Regions from separate parts of the Sus scrofa genome. Here region 2 is linked to region 1. The links are chromatin contacts, called in public Hi-C maps. All regions are on one chromosome and are shown on one strand. Each heading gives the region's core, a stretch centred on a gene start, on an enhancer-like site or on the middle of the called end of the contact. The rest is flanking DNA. Distances are from core to core; before and after follow the strand shown.

Region 1 (6,358 bases), core at 1,955-4,454:
TTCCCATTCCTCTATATCCTAACACCCTCTCCTCTTATTTGCCCTTCAAAATCTGCCTCCTTCCTATGTGTGTCCCTTAACACTCTCTAAGTCTTGTCTTTTCATCAAACCTATCAAGCCTCTTCTAGGTTTTATGTTGCTGCTTCCCAGACCAGGTTTAAAAACAAAAGAAAACTGACTGACTCACTGGGGTTGTCTTGAGTGGTCGTTTTGCTGCTCTCTTCTTCGCATTTCGTCTCAAGCTGTCTTCAAAGTCACTGTCTTCACCAGATGACAAAGATTCACTATCCCTATGAGGAAGTGTAGTTCTGCTTAGATACAACGCCCCAGTCCCTATACATAAGAGTGTAAATGAATTATAATTTCTCTGTTTCTAACCATACACCCCCTCCATGAGAAAAATATACTCAGATTTTAAGAAAAGATGAGCTTACTGTTGCCATGTCACAGGAACAATGCCTTAAAGGAAAACCTTCACTTGAATAAAGCATTTGAGATAAACAATGAGGAACTAAAGTTGGTAAAGGACAACCCTTTTCTAATATCCTCTCTGAATAAGAATATCAAAATATAAGATATTCACGTTTAAAAAAAAAAAAGATATTCATGGAAGCAGGCAGGGAGACCACTGCTATGAAGAGAAAACTCAGCATGGCTCAGGAAGTCTTGCATCACTTACTACAAACAGGAGATTAATATGTGCCTGGGGTTAAATTTCACCCCTTGAAACAAATTCACCATGTCTTACTCATTAGAGTTAAGTTTTAACATAGATACAACCTGGTCCCAAAGAGCAGCAATGACAGAAACAGAAATGATTCAGAAAAGACCAATTAAAACTACCAGGGCTTATTTTTATAATTAAGTATAACTGTAAAAATTGTGAAACACTATGTTGTACAACTGAAACGTATATAATATCACACATTAACTATAACTCAATTTTAAAAATACCAGGGGGAGTTCCCCCTGTGGCTCAGTGGAAACGAACCCAACTAGTATCCATGAGGATTCAGGTTTGATCCTGGCCCCGCTCAGTGGGTTAAGGGATCTGGCCTTGCTGTGGCTGTGATGTAGGCCAGCAGCTGTAGCTCTGACTCAATATGGGAACTTCCATATGCTGCAGGTGCAGACCTAAAAAAAGGCGAGCGGGGGGGGGGGGGGGGGGGGGGGGAGTGTAAATCATACCTTGTATGGGATTATTTTTTCCTGGAAGAGACTGAGGGGGAAAAAAAATCCAACCCAAAGTATACTTACACAAAGTATGCTATCATAAATATCATATATGATAACAAATACGGACCTGTTTATAAAATTCCCAAATAAAGCAACTACAGACCACCAATAAAAACTATATACTAGTTGTCAGGGAACAAAGAACTCGATTCCCTTTTCCCCATCTCTTGGCCCCACCAGAAGCTGCCTGTGCTGAGCATACAAACGTGTTCGAGAAAGGGTTAGGTAAGTTGAATGACGGCTTTACAACAGGATGGATTATTCTCGACGCCGCCAACATGCAGGGCAGCTGAAAAAACAGCCAGCAGAGCTGGGGGAAGAATCACCGTTCTTTTTTTTTTTTTTGTCTTTTTGCTATTTCTTTGGGCCGCTCCCACCGCATATGGAGGTTCCCACGCTAGGGGTCTAATCGGAGCTGTAGCCACCGGCCTACACCAGAGCCACAGCAACGCGGGATTCGAGCCGCGTCTGCAACCTACACCACAGCTCACGGCAACGCCGGATCATTAACCCACTGAGCAAGGGCAGGGACCGAACCCGCAACCTCATGGTTCCTAGTCGGATTCGCTAACCACTGCGCCACGACGGGAACTCCGAAACTGTCAAGGAGTTTGGTTTGTTTTTTTTTTTTTTCCCCCCCACTGTTCTGAACCAGCCCAGCATCTCCTATCTTTTTTACAGTCACACGCATGTTACTATCCCCGCCGCAAAATGACCAAAGGGAAAGCTGCGGACAATGCAATGGCTTCTCACTGACTCCACTCACCCCTTTGAAGCCTGGTTCGAGTCCCAGTCATCACAGGGCACGGAGACAGATGAACTAGAAGACGCAGACAAGCCCCTCGGCCCAGGCCCCACGGCTCTCTGCAGCGGGGAGGACTCGCTGCTGGGGGAGGAGGAGCTCTGGGGCCGGGAGGAGGATGACCGCAGGGTGGGCATGCTGGTCCAGCTGGGAGGAGAGGGAGGGAAGGCTTCCTGTCCACCCACCGCGTCCCCAGCCCTGGCCCCTACGACCCCTTTCTTTCCAAGAGAAGTGCTCCGGAACTGGGTGGGGGGCGGGGGACCCACCAAAAGCCAGACGGCGAAAGAGCCCTGACCTGAGGCCTCAGGGAGGTAACCACCCCCCGCCCCCGACGCCGACCTTGGCCTCAGAGCTGCTCTCCAAGCTCGGAGCAAGGCGCGCACCAGGGCAGCTGTGGAACCAGCTCACCTGTTACAAACAATAGACGAAAACAGCAACAAAAACCAAAACCCTAAAAGCACCTAGACTTGAGTTTCTACAACGTTAGAACCTGATGCCCAAGGACCAAGTGGGACGCGCTTAACGCTTTTGCGCCAGAAGCGCCCTGAGAACCTAGCGGAAACGCCTAAGGACTCAGGGAAAGCCTGCGTTCTCCACTTTTCCAGAAGGGGGGCCGGCGGGGGGACCTCTGCTCCACCCCAGGCCTCTTTTCTTGGGATTCAGGAGCCGTCTAACCACTCAGGAGCGACCACCAGCCCTTTGGGTTCCTGGTCTCTGAGGTACAGAGGAGAGAGGGTCCCCTCTCAAAGTCAGAGTGCTAACGGAAAGGGTGAACGCTTGGGTCAAAGATAAGTCTCACTGTCTGAGCCCGGAACAGCGACTTCTGGCGGAGCAACGTTGAGGAAAAGCCACTGCCTCGGGTCCCCCGGGTCTCTGTAGTCCCCTCCCGTCCTGGACAGGCGCCCACCGCTTCCCTTCCTGCGGTGGAAGAATCCAGAAAAACGCGGGAAGGCGCGAGCTGCGTTGTGCGCAGGCGCGAGCCCAACGGCTAGTCTCAGGGCCGACAATTGTCGCGAGGCTTGGGCGTGTGCAAGCTCGTGCTCAGCACGTTCCAGTCAGGCCGCTCCCACAGCCTCGTGTGACCACAAGTTGTCTAGCGTGCCTCCGTGTCACGTGGGTTGCGGCGCGTTGGCCGCCTGGTTTGGCTGAGGTTCCTCCCAGCCCTGTCCAGGCCCCGCCCGGGCCCCGGCCCCGCCCCCGCCCCTCCGCCTCCAATTTCCCTCTCCACTGGCCGGGGTTCACACTAGGCTAGTAGTAGCGCCTTTAATCTGGCTTCTCAACTGCCATAGGCTGGGTTCCACCAGGCCCCGCCTTCCGAACGGGATCGCCACGCCCCTGAGGAGGGCCACGCCCCTCCCCCACCAACCCCCTCAGTCCGGCCGAGTCCCACCCCCATGCTGAGCTTCCCCAGTACATTGGCTTAATTTCTCTCTTCACCCCGCCCCTGAGGCTGGCTGCTAACCATTATTGGCGGGCCCCCGCCTCGGTTCCCGCCCCCTGTCCGGCTCCCAGCTCCCATTGTCTCGGCAGATGCCTCCTGGTCCCTCTATTCTGCCAGTGTTCAGTTTTCGGAGGTCGCGCTCTTTCTCTGGCCGACAGGGCGGTCCCGCGGCAGAGAACCGGCTTCCCGAGTTCGAGGGGCTCTTCTTTCCTCCTTAGCACCCACTTTGCCGTCCCGAGGTGGCAGCAGTTATGTACGCTCTGCGATCTCTTCTGCTTCTGCTGTTGCCTCTGTGTCCCGGTCCTGGTCCTGGACCTGGTATCGAGGCAAAGGTCACCCGGAGTTGCATTGAGACCCGGCAGATCCTGGGGGCCCGGGGATATAGCTTAAGCCTACTCCCTCCCGCCCTGATCTCAGGTGAGGAGAAAGAGGAAGACTAGAGAATTGGGGCGAGGGAGGAGGGCGGGGGCCGGTCCTCCTCATCTCATGACTCTCTTGCCTTTAAGAGTAGCCGTTGTAATAACCTTTCATCTCATAGTAATAATGTCTCTTCTCCTGAACTTCTTTACCAGGATCACAGTTACACCCCTCACATAATAGCTCTCTACTCCACCCCCACCCCAGGAATCCCTTTCTAGTAATTAGCACCCCTGTTTCTTTCTTTACATCCTAATTTCCCCCTGGCATTTCTCTGAGCCCCTTCTGTGATAATTCTTTCGTACCCGAGTAACCCCACTCCTCCAAACCCCATTCTTCCCATTGAAGCCCTCCTGTAAGTCCTTAGAGGGCTGGGGTGTGCCATGTTAGGGAGGCTACCTGAGGACCCTCTAAATCACTAAATCGGCCCATCCCTGCTTGAACCCAAAGCTAATGGCAGTGGATCTGCGATGGTCGAGGTGACAATAAGGAAGGGGTAGGGCCAGGTGGGAATGAGGTGGCAGACAATAGAAAAGAAACAAGGCAGGTGGAAGAGAAAGACTGGCTGCCAGAGATAGGCAGAAGGAAGGAATTTCACATCACCTCCTGCCATTCTTTCATGTCTCCCCTGTCCAGGTGAGCACCTCCGGATCTGTCCCCAGGAGTACACCTGCTGTTCCAGTGAAATAGAGCAGAGGCTGACCTGGGAGACTGAGACCACCTTCCGAGGCCTGGTAGAGGAGAACGGCTCCTTCTTGGTTCACACACTGGCTGCCCGGCACAGAAAATTTGATGGTGAGGACCTGGCATCCCCAAACGCGGCATCACACCTCCTCTCTGTGCTCATGACTCCAGCAAGCATCCTGTCCCCATGCCCTACTCCATCCCTAAGGCCCTCTGGCCCTGGCTTAGTCCAGACATCCCCACTCTAGGTTCTCTCAGGGTCCTGTTGCCACCCCGCCCCATCCCCAGTCTGCCCAGGACTCTGAGAGTTGCTTAATTTCTAACTCACTTGCCTTTTTTTTCTCTCCTCATGCCCATCTCTTCCTGCCTCTGCTACTTCTCTTTCCCTTCCTTCTCTCACCCCACCTCTCATCCCTTTCTCTGCACTTGCCACAGATGTTTTTCGGGAGATGCTGTCATCAGCTGAGCACTCCCTGTCCCTGCTCTTCCACCGCTCCTTCGGCCGCCTGTATGCCCAGCACACCCTCTTATTCAGTGGCCTGTTCTCTCGGCTACGGGACTACTATGAGAGGTCCGGTGCGGGGTTAGATGATGCCTTGGTGGATTTCTGGGCTCAGCTCCTGGAGAAAATGTTCCCCCTGCTACACCCACAGTACACCTTCTCCCCCGACTACCTGTTCTGCCTCACACGCCTGGCCTCCTCTGCTGATGACTCTCTGAAGCCTTTCGGGGACTCACCCCGCCGCCTCCGCCTGCAGGTGAGGGGCCCCAAGGCCTGAGCTTCAGCTACCTCTGACATAGTGACCTCTGAACTGTGCACTCACCTCTAACCCAGTCACCCCCTATCCCTGCATGGCAAGGTGACCCCCACCTTGAGCCGCTGTCACCTCAGCCTAACTCAGTGCTCCTTGGTCTGCTTTAATTGAATGCCCCTCTCAACCCCCCTGCCATTCTGTGTCCTAGTTTCACACAAGTCACTGATCCACTTACCTGCTCTTGCCCCCCCCCTTTCTGCCACCTCCTCCCTAATCCCTAAGATCTTGACTTCCTCTGGTTCAACTGAGAACTAGACACAATATTTGAGAAGGACTTCACTTATAGTATCTCATTTAATTGAAATCATAACTTGACAAGGTAGATATTAGCATTCCTATTTTATAGACGAGAAAACTGAACCTCCCAGAGGTTAAGGCTTCACAGCCAATAAGTGGCAGAGCTGTATTTCATAGCCAGGTCTCCCAGCATCAAGTTCAGAATTTGTTCCGATACAAGTCTCTCTGACTCCAAGCCCTGCAAAACATAATCCCTCCACCTCTTCCCAAGCCCAGTTTCTCTTGATCCTTCTAGACTAGGATTCCTTTGAGCCTCTCAAACCTGCCTCCCTCTGCCACTTGACATTCCTAAGAATCCCAAGATAACCCAACAAACCTCACCCCCAACTGCTCATCCCCTTGGTGCAGTCTCTTGGCCCCAGTGTTGACGGACCCTCGACAATGCTGTGCTTTTTCTCACCTTCTTTCCTCTTCCCCAGATAACTCGGGCCCTGGTAGCTGCCCGGGCCTTTGTCCAGGGCCTGGAGACTGGAAGAGATGTGGTCAGCGAAACGCTTAAGGTTAGAGGCGGCAGGGCCCAGGGAGGGAGAGGAAGAAGTAGGAGAGGCCCCATGTGAAAGAGTCAGGTGCCAACTGGCAGGATAGGGAGGGCCTGGGCCTTCCCATATCAGCCTCAAGGCCCTGGCATCCCCGAGTAAAACAGGAAGGCTAGCGTCTCCCTTGTGC
Region 2 (6,358 bases), core at 2,514-5,013, 320 kb before region 1:
TGGCCTCGGGTGGGGCAGGGCTGCCTTGGGATGGGGCTGAAGCTGCAGGAACCTCACCTGTCTCTCCAGGGACCCAGCTGTGCATCTGGTGCCTCCTTCTCAGGCCGGACTTTGTGTCATCCGTCATTCTGGCCCCTGTATGAGGCAGTCTCAGGCAGAGGCCTCAGGCCGGGTCTGACAGGACATTGGAGCCGAGAGCAGGTGCCGAGGGATGCAGGTACTGCCCTTGGTCCCCTCAGCTCTGCAGGGAACCGGAGCAGAGCTTGCTGCCCTAGTAGCTTCTTTCTCCTCCCCAGGGCTCCCTGTGATGTCCTGTGAAGATGTCTTTCTTTCAGACCCTCTTCTGCCTTGTGGGCAGCGTGTTCCCCTATACCTGTCCGAGCCCCCTCAGCAGGTGAGCGCTCTTCCTGCCCTGGCCTCACCCCAGCGCTCACCGCAGGGCTTGGGAAGAGACACTTGCCCCTCCTCTCTCCTCAGGTGATGGGCTCTCTGAAGCTGCTGCTCCCACCCCCGATCATGTCCCCCTGGGTGCTCCCCACTCCATCCTCTGGCTGTCCCACCGCCTGGCTCAGTGGGCCCGAGCTGATCGCCCTCACCGGTCTCCTGCAGATGAGCCAGGGGGAGCCGAGGCCCAGCTTCTCCGGGGCTCCCCCGCCCCCTCCCGGCCCCCCAGACCTCGTCTCTGACCACCCGGGTGCCAGTGGTGCCCAAAGCTGTTCTCACTGCACTGACCCATCTCTCCCACGAACCCCAGACACCCATGGTCCATAGCCTCTCTGGGGGCAGAGTGGGCCCCCTACTTCCCCAGGCAGGTTCTGTTGACAATAAAACAGTGTTGGTTTGCAGACAAGTTCCTCGTGGTAGATAGCAGAGTGGGTTGTGGAGGCAGGGATGGGGTCCCCTCCTCCACCACGGTTTTGGCTGCCCTCCCCACCCCCTCCAGGGCGGGGGAATCCATGGACCTAAGATCTTTCCAGCTGACCAAGCAGGGAACCTTTAATGTCGGGGGCGGGGTGGGGAGTCTAGTCTCTTAGACTAATTATATAGGAAGCAAGGACTCCATCAGCTCTGCCAGCTCTGGGAGCAGGGAGGATCGTGAGCACAGAGCTGGCGTTGGGAGAGGGAAACTAGGGAGTAAGGGGGTGCCTCACTTTGGGGAGGCCCTAGTGTAGGACTCCTGGTGCTCTGGGGCCCCAGGAGTTCAGCCCTGAGGCTGGACGTGTGTGTATGTCTCGGGGGTGGTTCTTTGGCTCCAAAGATACACCAGGCCAGCCCTGCGGGCCTGCGGGGGAGGGGCAGGGGCAGGTCCAGGTCCATATCTTCCGCAGCCGAGGCCGGGGCAGGGGCCTGACTTAAGGCTCTGGAGTGATGCTGCGGGGCCTCTGGGGGAAACAGGATCAGGGCTTTGGCTGAGAATGTCCAGAAATCTGTGAGGTTGTGGAGGTTTTGGGGGTTTGTTTTCAAGGGGAGGGAGAGTTCTAGAATTTTCTCCCTTAAAAGAATCCAGCTTCTTGGGGAACCTCCTCCCAAAGATTTCCCAGGCGGCACAGCTGAAAGGGGCGGAGTGGGCACCAGGCCCCAAGAAGCAGCTTAGCAAGCCTCTGCGGGTCACACCTCCTAGGGGACATCTCTGCTTTAGAGCCTCTCCGTCTCAGGGAAGGGGTCTGTGGGGTTGAGGGGCGTGGGCAGGAAAGCACTCTTAACTTTGCCCTGTTTTCTCCCGCCGTCTCCGTCTGTCAGTTAAACCAGACGGGGTTGCCAGGGTCTCCTCCCTCGGGCCTCCCCAGAGTTCTGGAACTCTATGCGGGCGTAGCTGTGCGGGCCGTGCCTGGCCCCGGGGGCGTTGCCTCCCGCCTCCAGGGGAGGGACCAGGTCCAGGTCGACGTAGTTGAGGCAGCTGGCGGGGGTTTCGGGTGTGGCTACGTGGTCCGAGTACTCGATGCACACGTACTCCCCGGCCAGCTCTGACGGCGGCTGCAAGCAGGGCTGAGCCCCTGTGGGGCCCCAGCTGCCTCCGACGCGCAGAGGAGGGCTTTGGAGCCCCGTTTCAGGCTCCCCGGCCCCAGGCCTGTAGGAACCGGGCAAAGAGCTCAAGAAAAGGGACCGTGGTGCACAGCGGCTCATGGACACGTATTCAGAGTGCCCGCCATCCAGAGGTGGCTGATGGGGAGCGGCTTTGGCCGAGGCAGGGAGGCCCAGGGGCGCCATCACCACGTAGCTGCTGGCTTGCCCGTCTCCCATGGGCACGTAGTCTCTCCTGGCTCCCATGGTTATGTAGCCCCCGCCCCGCCCCAACCCCTCAGGCTGTGAGGCCGCTGCCCCCAGCATCGCCAGCGTCTTAGGGGTTGCTTGCTCGCTCCTCTCACTAGGGCACCCCAGACGGTTCAGGCTGCCTGACTGAGCCGCAGAGGCTGGGGTCTCAGAGGGTCTGGGGGCCCTCGTCGGGGGCTTTCTTGGCAGTGGCTCAGTCCTGCCACTAGCACCAGTGTCCCCGATTCGCTTCATGGCGGCCAGGACAGTCTCGTGAATGCTTTGGGCCATCACAGCATCGGGCGCCTGTAGCCACAGCTCCCCGGGACCTGTGGGTGCTGAGCGCCCGAGCTCCAGGAAGAAGAAAGAGTCTGCGTGACCACAGCGGCGCACGCTGAGCAGGGACAGGCGCAGGGCTGGGGGCGGAGGTGCCTGGGTGGCCCTGGAGCTTCTGCCCCTGGGCTTCCGCAGCAGGCTCAGTACCCCGGAACCCAGGCACAAGCAGTAGCCGCCGCTGCCCAGGCCTCGTGTCTGCCCCAGCCCCTTGGGCCGCAGCGTCACGGGCCAGATGTCCTGAAACGGAGCGAGCATCCAGGCCTCGGGGTCCTCGTGGGAGCTGGGCCCTGGAGAGACAACAGGCGGGTCACAGAGCTTCTGGGCCGGGAGCTTGGAGTCAGTGTGCCCCGGGGACTGACAACGCGTAAACGCTTCATTTTGGATTGGATTTCGGAGACCTGGGGGAGGGACAGCCTACGGATAAGCCAAATCCACGATCACCCCCCCCACCCTCCCACCCTGGGCTTGGGCCTCACCGGCGGCGGCGCGCGCCTCAAGCAGGGCGCTGTACCACGCCTGCTGCTCCGCCTCGCTGGCCGCCGCCACGCCCAGGCTGCGGTCGGCGGTGAAGAGGAAGATCAGGTGGCGCTGGCGCGCGTCCACGCGCTTGCTGATGGTGCACGCGCCCGTCAGGCTCACGCTGAGCTTGGGAGCCGCTCGGCCGGCGTGGAACTTCTTCTCGCTCTCGTAACACTCGAGGCGCGGCGGGTCCGCGCGGAGCACGAAGAAGCGGCGGTGCTGGGACTTGTGCTTCCGAAGGTGGCCGCAGAGCCGCACGTCAGCCGGGCAGGCCCAGGGCGACAGCGGACCCAGGGCCACGTCGGCCGACTCAGACTCCGGGGCCGTCGTGGGGCTGCCGCCGCCGCCGCCTCTGGGCTTCATCCTGGGCCAAAGGCGACCAAGTGGCCGGAGCAGGAGCGGAGACGGCTGGGAAGAGGCTCGCCGAGGTGGGGTTCTAGAGGTAGCGGTCCCGGGGGAGGGGGCAGCGTCCTGACAGGCTGCCACTGCCTTAATGCCCGGCGTCTCTCTCCCCCGCTCCCGACTTGAAGTTTGGGGCAGGGGGTCTGCAGTGGCCCCTCGCTGCGCGCAGCGTGTGACCCAGTGACTGCTCGACGGCCTGAGACACCCGAGGCTCCGCCGGGCTCGGAGCCTCAACCCAGTGGCCTCCCGCCGCCTCCTCTCCCCTCCCTCCCAACGCCGACTGCGCCCAAGTCCCCACCCCCGCGAGGTTAACCCTCACGCGCCCCGGAGCTGGACTCCGCGCGGTGGGCGTGGAGTTTGAGTTGCCGAGTGCGGGAGAGGCGGCCTCGGCCTGGGCTGGTGCCGGGGCGGGGAGGTGTTGGGGGCGTCTCTTCTGACCCGACCTGAGCGCGGAGAAAGCTGTGAGGTGAAGAGAGTGTGCGTGGAGCTACGTCCGTGGTGACCGCTGGCGGCCTCGTCCGCAGTCCTGGAGGTAAGGGGGCTGCTAAGCCGGCTGCCTTTACAGCGGGACCCCCTTCCGGCTCTAGGCCGCCAGCACCCGTGTCCCCTGCCTCCCCGGTCCCGCTCAGAATGGTTCTGTTCTCTTCCTTTCCAAGTAATCCTAGGAGCCAGGGCCGCCGAGCACTGGGCTAAGTTGACCTCGGTGGAGCTGGAGGTTCAGGTTCTCTGCAGGGTTGGGGTGACAGGAGGTGTCTTCATGGGGGTACCCTTTGCCCCCTTGCATCCCAAGAAGTTTGAAATGGGGTTGGGATTCAGGCACTTTTACATCCATTTCTTTTTTCCCCTTTTTCAGCCACACCTGCCACCTATGAAGGTTCCTGGGACAGGAATCAAATCCGAGCCTCAGCTGCGACCCGTGCCATAGCAGGAACGCCCTACACCCGCCTCTGATCCTTCCAAGGACCACCTGCTGACGGCGGGGGCCATGGCGCTGGTCAGTGTACACTCTGCAAGACAAACCACGGGTTGACAGGTGGGCCTTAGAGGACCTTATGATATCCCTGTCCTGGCAAGCAGGATACCTGAAGGGCCCTGGGGGAGCTGAGGGTTGGGGAGGGGAAGGGGGCAGCTGTGGCCCCAGTTAAAGATGGTATTTGGGGGAGGAGTGCCTTCAGGTGAGGAAGGAGCTGTAACAGGAGTACTGAAGCAAGGCCATCTGGTTCGTTTTCATAGACTAGTTCAAGGGTCAGGAAAGCCCAAGCAGGGCTGGCGGGGCTTCCCACCCAGGCCTTGGAGGAAGGAGCTGGGATACCAGAGGAGCCAATGGTTTAGTGGACAGGGAGGCTGGCATCCTCGAACATCCTTTACAGGTCATGTTGCAAGCATGATGCAGGGCACTGCCTGGCATTGTGAGGATGGGCATCTGGCCAGCAGGCAGGTGGTACCCAGTGCCTACTCCAGGTGCCTCTCAGGTCAGCCAGCGCCTCTCTAAGGTGCGGGAGAGGTGCTGGCAGCTCACGTGGTACATGGGGGGGCCTGTGGCAGCCTCCACCATCAATAGGTGTTGGCCAGGGAGAGGCAGATATGTCATAGATCCTTAAGCTGACACCAGGACATAAGTATGTCCCCGGCCATCGCCTCCAGTGTAGCCTTGACATATGCACCATGTGCGAAGTGGCAGGAACACAAAAGACATCTGCTGGCCCCTCCCTTTCCTAGTCTTGGTGCTGCCCTAAGGAGCAGGGCACCCATGGAGCCCACGTGCCTGCTGTGCTCCTGGCTGGAGCCTTCCTCCCCAGGCTTGATTTGAAGCTACCCACAGGAGGGCTCTTCACAGCCACTCCTTCCTGCTCCCATCATCCAGTCCCCCTTGCAGCAGTCCAGTGCTTGTGAAATCACAGCCACTGTCACAGAGACCAGCCTAGACCGCCTCGCGTCTTTGACTCTCTAAGTGCTGGGTACATATAAAGCAGGAAGCAGCAGGGATCCCAGTGCCTGGGTCCTGGGCGGGTGGTCGAGTGGGTTGGTAATCAGTGCCAGGTGATTTAGCTTGCTGGGTACCAGGAAGAGCCTGGAGCCCAACAACTGACCTCATCAGTTGCCCTGGCAACAGTATTGCCCTTGGCTCTACCCAGACAAGATTTATTTTAGCCTGTTGCCCTGGTAACTAGGGTTGCTCCCTAGGGACAGGAAGTTGCAGAACCTCAGCTCTGCTGGGTGAGAGCACCTCCCCCAACCTGAGGGGCTCCACCTGCGTGTCCCTGCCGGGCGCAGGTGCAGCGCGCCCTTGGGGCGAGATCTCCGCATTCCAAGTGCCTGCGGGAGACTTGTTACCAAAGAGGCACCTACAGGGAGGAGACTGGGGCACTAAGGCCAGGATCTTCTCCTGTGGCCCTCTCTCCTCCATCCCAAGTTGTCACTCCTCTGTGGAGGGGGACTCAGGGACAGTGCCATCCCCTTCTTCATCCCCCCTCTCCCCCCCCCCCCCCCCGCCGCATGGCTACCAGGTTCCACTGTGGAGAGAATGGAGAGCTTGACAGAGGTCCTGGGGACCAGCTCCTGCTTCTTCATCCACAGAGGCAGCTGTTGGGGACCCGCTGAAGGCTGGGCTCAAATCAGAAGACTGTTGCCTGCGGGGTACGGTCACAGCCTTGGCCATGGGGACATGAGGACTTGGTCAGAAGCCTGGTGGCAGTGCAGGTGTCCTTCCAGTCTCACAGTGTGGGTCCCAATTTGTAATCACCAGGCAGGGTCTGCAAGGAGGCCCTGGAGGCCGCAGGGCAGGGGGAAGACAGCCTGTCATTTGGACATTTCCTTGCAGGCCGGGGATTTTTCCATCCTTGCTGCCTGC

What was found. Hi-C and Micro-C count contacts between places; a contact is called where the count stands out from the background.
Region 2: a contact with region 1 is called in a Hi-C map of subcutaneous adipose tissue, with 1.6 times the contacts expected there. The contact joins the promoter of LOC100515824 here to the promoter of STAG3 in region 1. A contact is called at or near these places in 3 of 47 Hi-C or Micro-C datasets (embryonic fibroblasts, epiblast stem cells and subcutaneous adipose tissue).

The regions. Positions count from the first base shown.
Region 1 is chr3:8,172,754-8,179,111 of Sscrofa11.1, reverse strand. STAG3 (cohesin subunit SA-3) reads right to left here and starts at 3,204. Exons shown (of 33, transcript XM_021086217.1): 1 at 2,838-3,204; 2 at 2,003-2,185; 3 at 188-290. The coding sequence starts at 2,175. It overlaps GPC2 (glypican-2), which reads left to right and starts at 3,264. Exons shown (of 10, transcript XM_003124340.4): 1 at 3,264-3,896; 2 at 4,533-4,691; 3 at 5,016-5,338; 4 at 6,112-6,192. The coding sequence starts at 3,731.
Region 2 is chr3:8,491,941-8,498,298 of Sscrofa11.1, reverse strand. LOC100515824 (insulin receptor substrate 1-like) reads right to left here and starts at 3,763. Exons shown (of 2, transcript XM_013995453.2): 1 at 3,063-3,763; 2 at 950-2,873. The coding sequence starts at 3,468. The coding sequence ends at 1,741. LOC106509647 (a long non-coding RNA gene) reads left to right here and starts at 3,137. Exons shown (of 7, transcript XR_002342293.1): 1 at 3,137-4,039; 2 at 4,361-4,540; 3 at 6,015-6,144. It overlaps SAP25 (histone deacetylase complex subunit SAP25), which reads left to right. Exons shown (of 6, transcript XM_003124361.5): 4 at 70-217; 5 at 297-394; 6 at 478-850. The coding sequence ends at 771. LRCH4 (leucine-rich repeat and calponin homology domain-containing protein 4) reads left to right here. Exons shown (of 23, transcript XR_002342282.1): 21 at 70-217; 22 at 297-394; 23 at 478-843.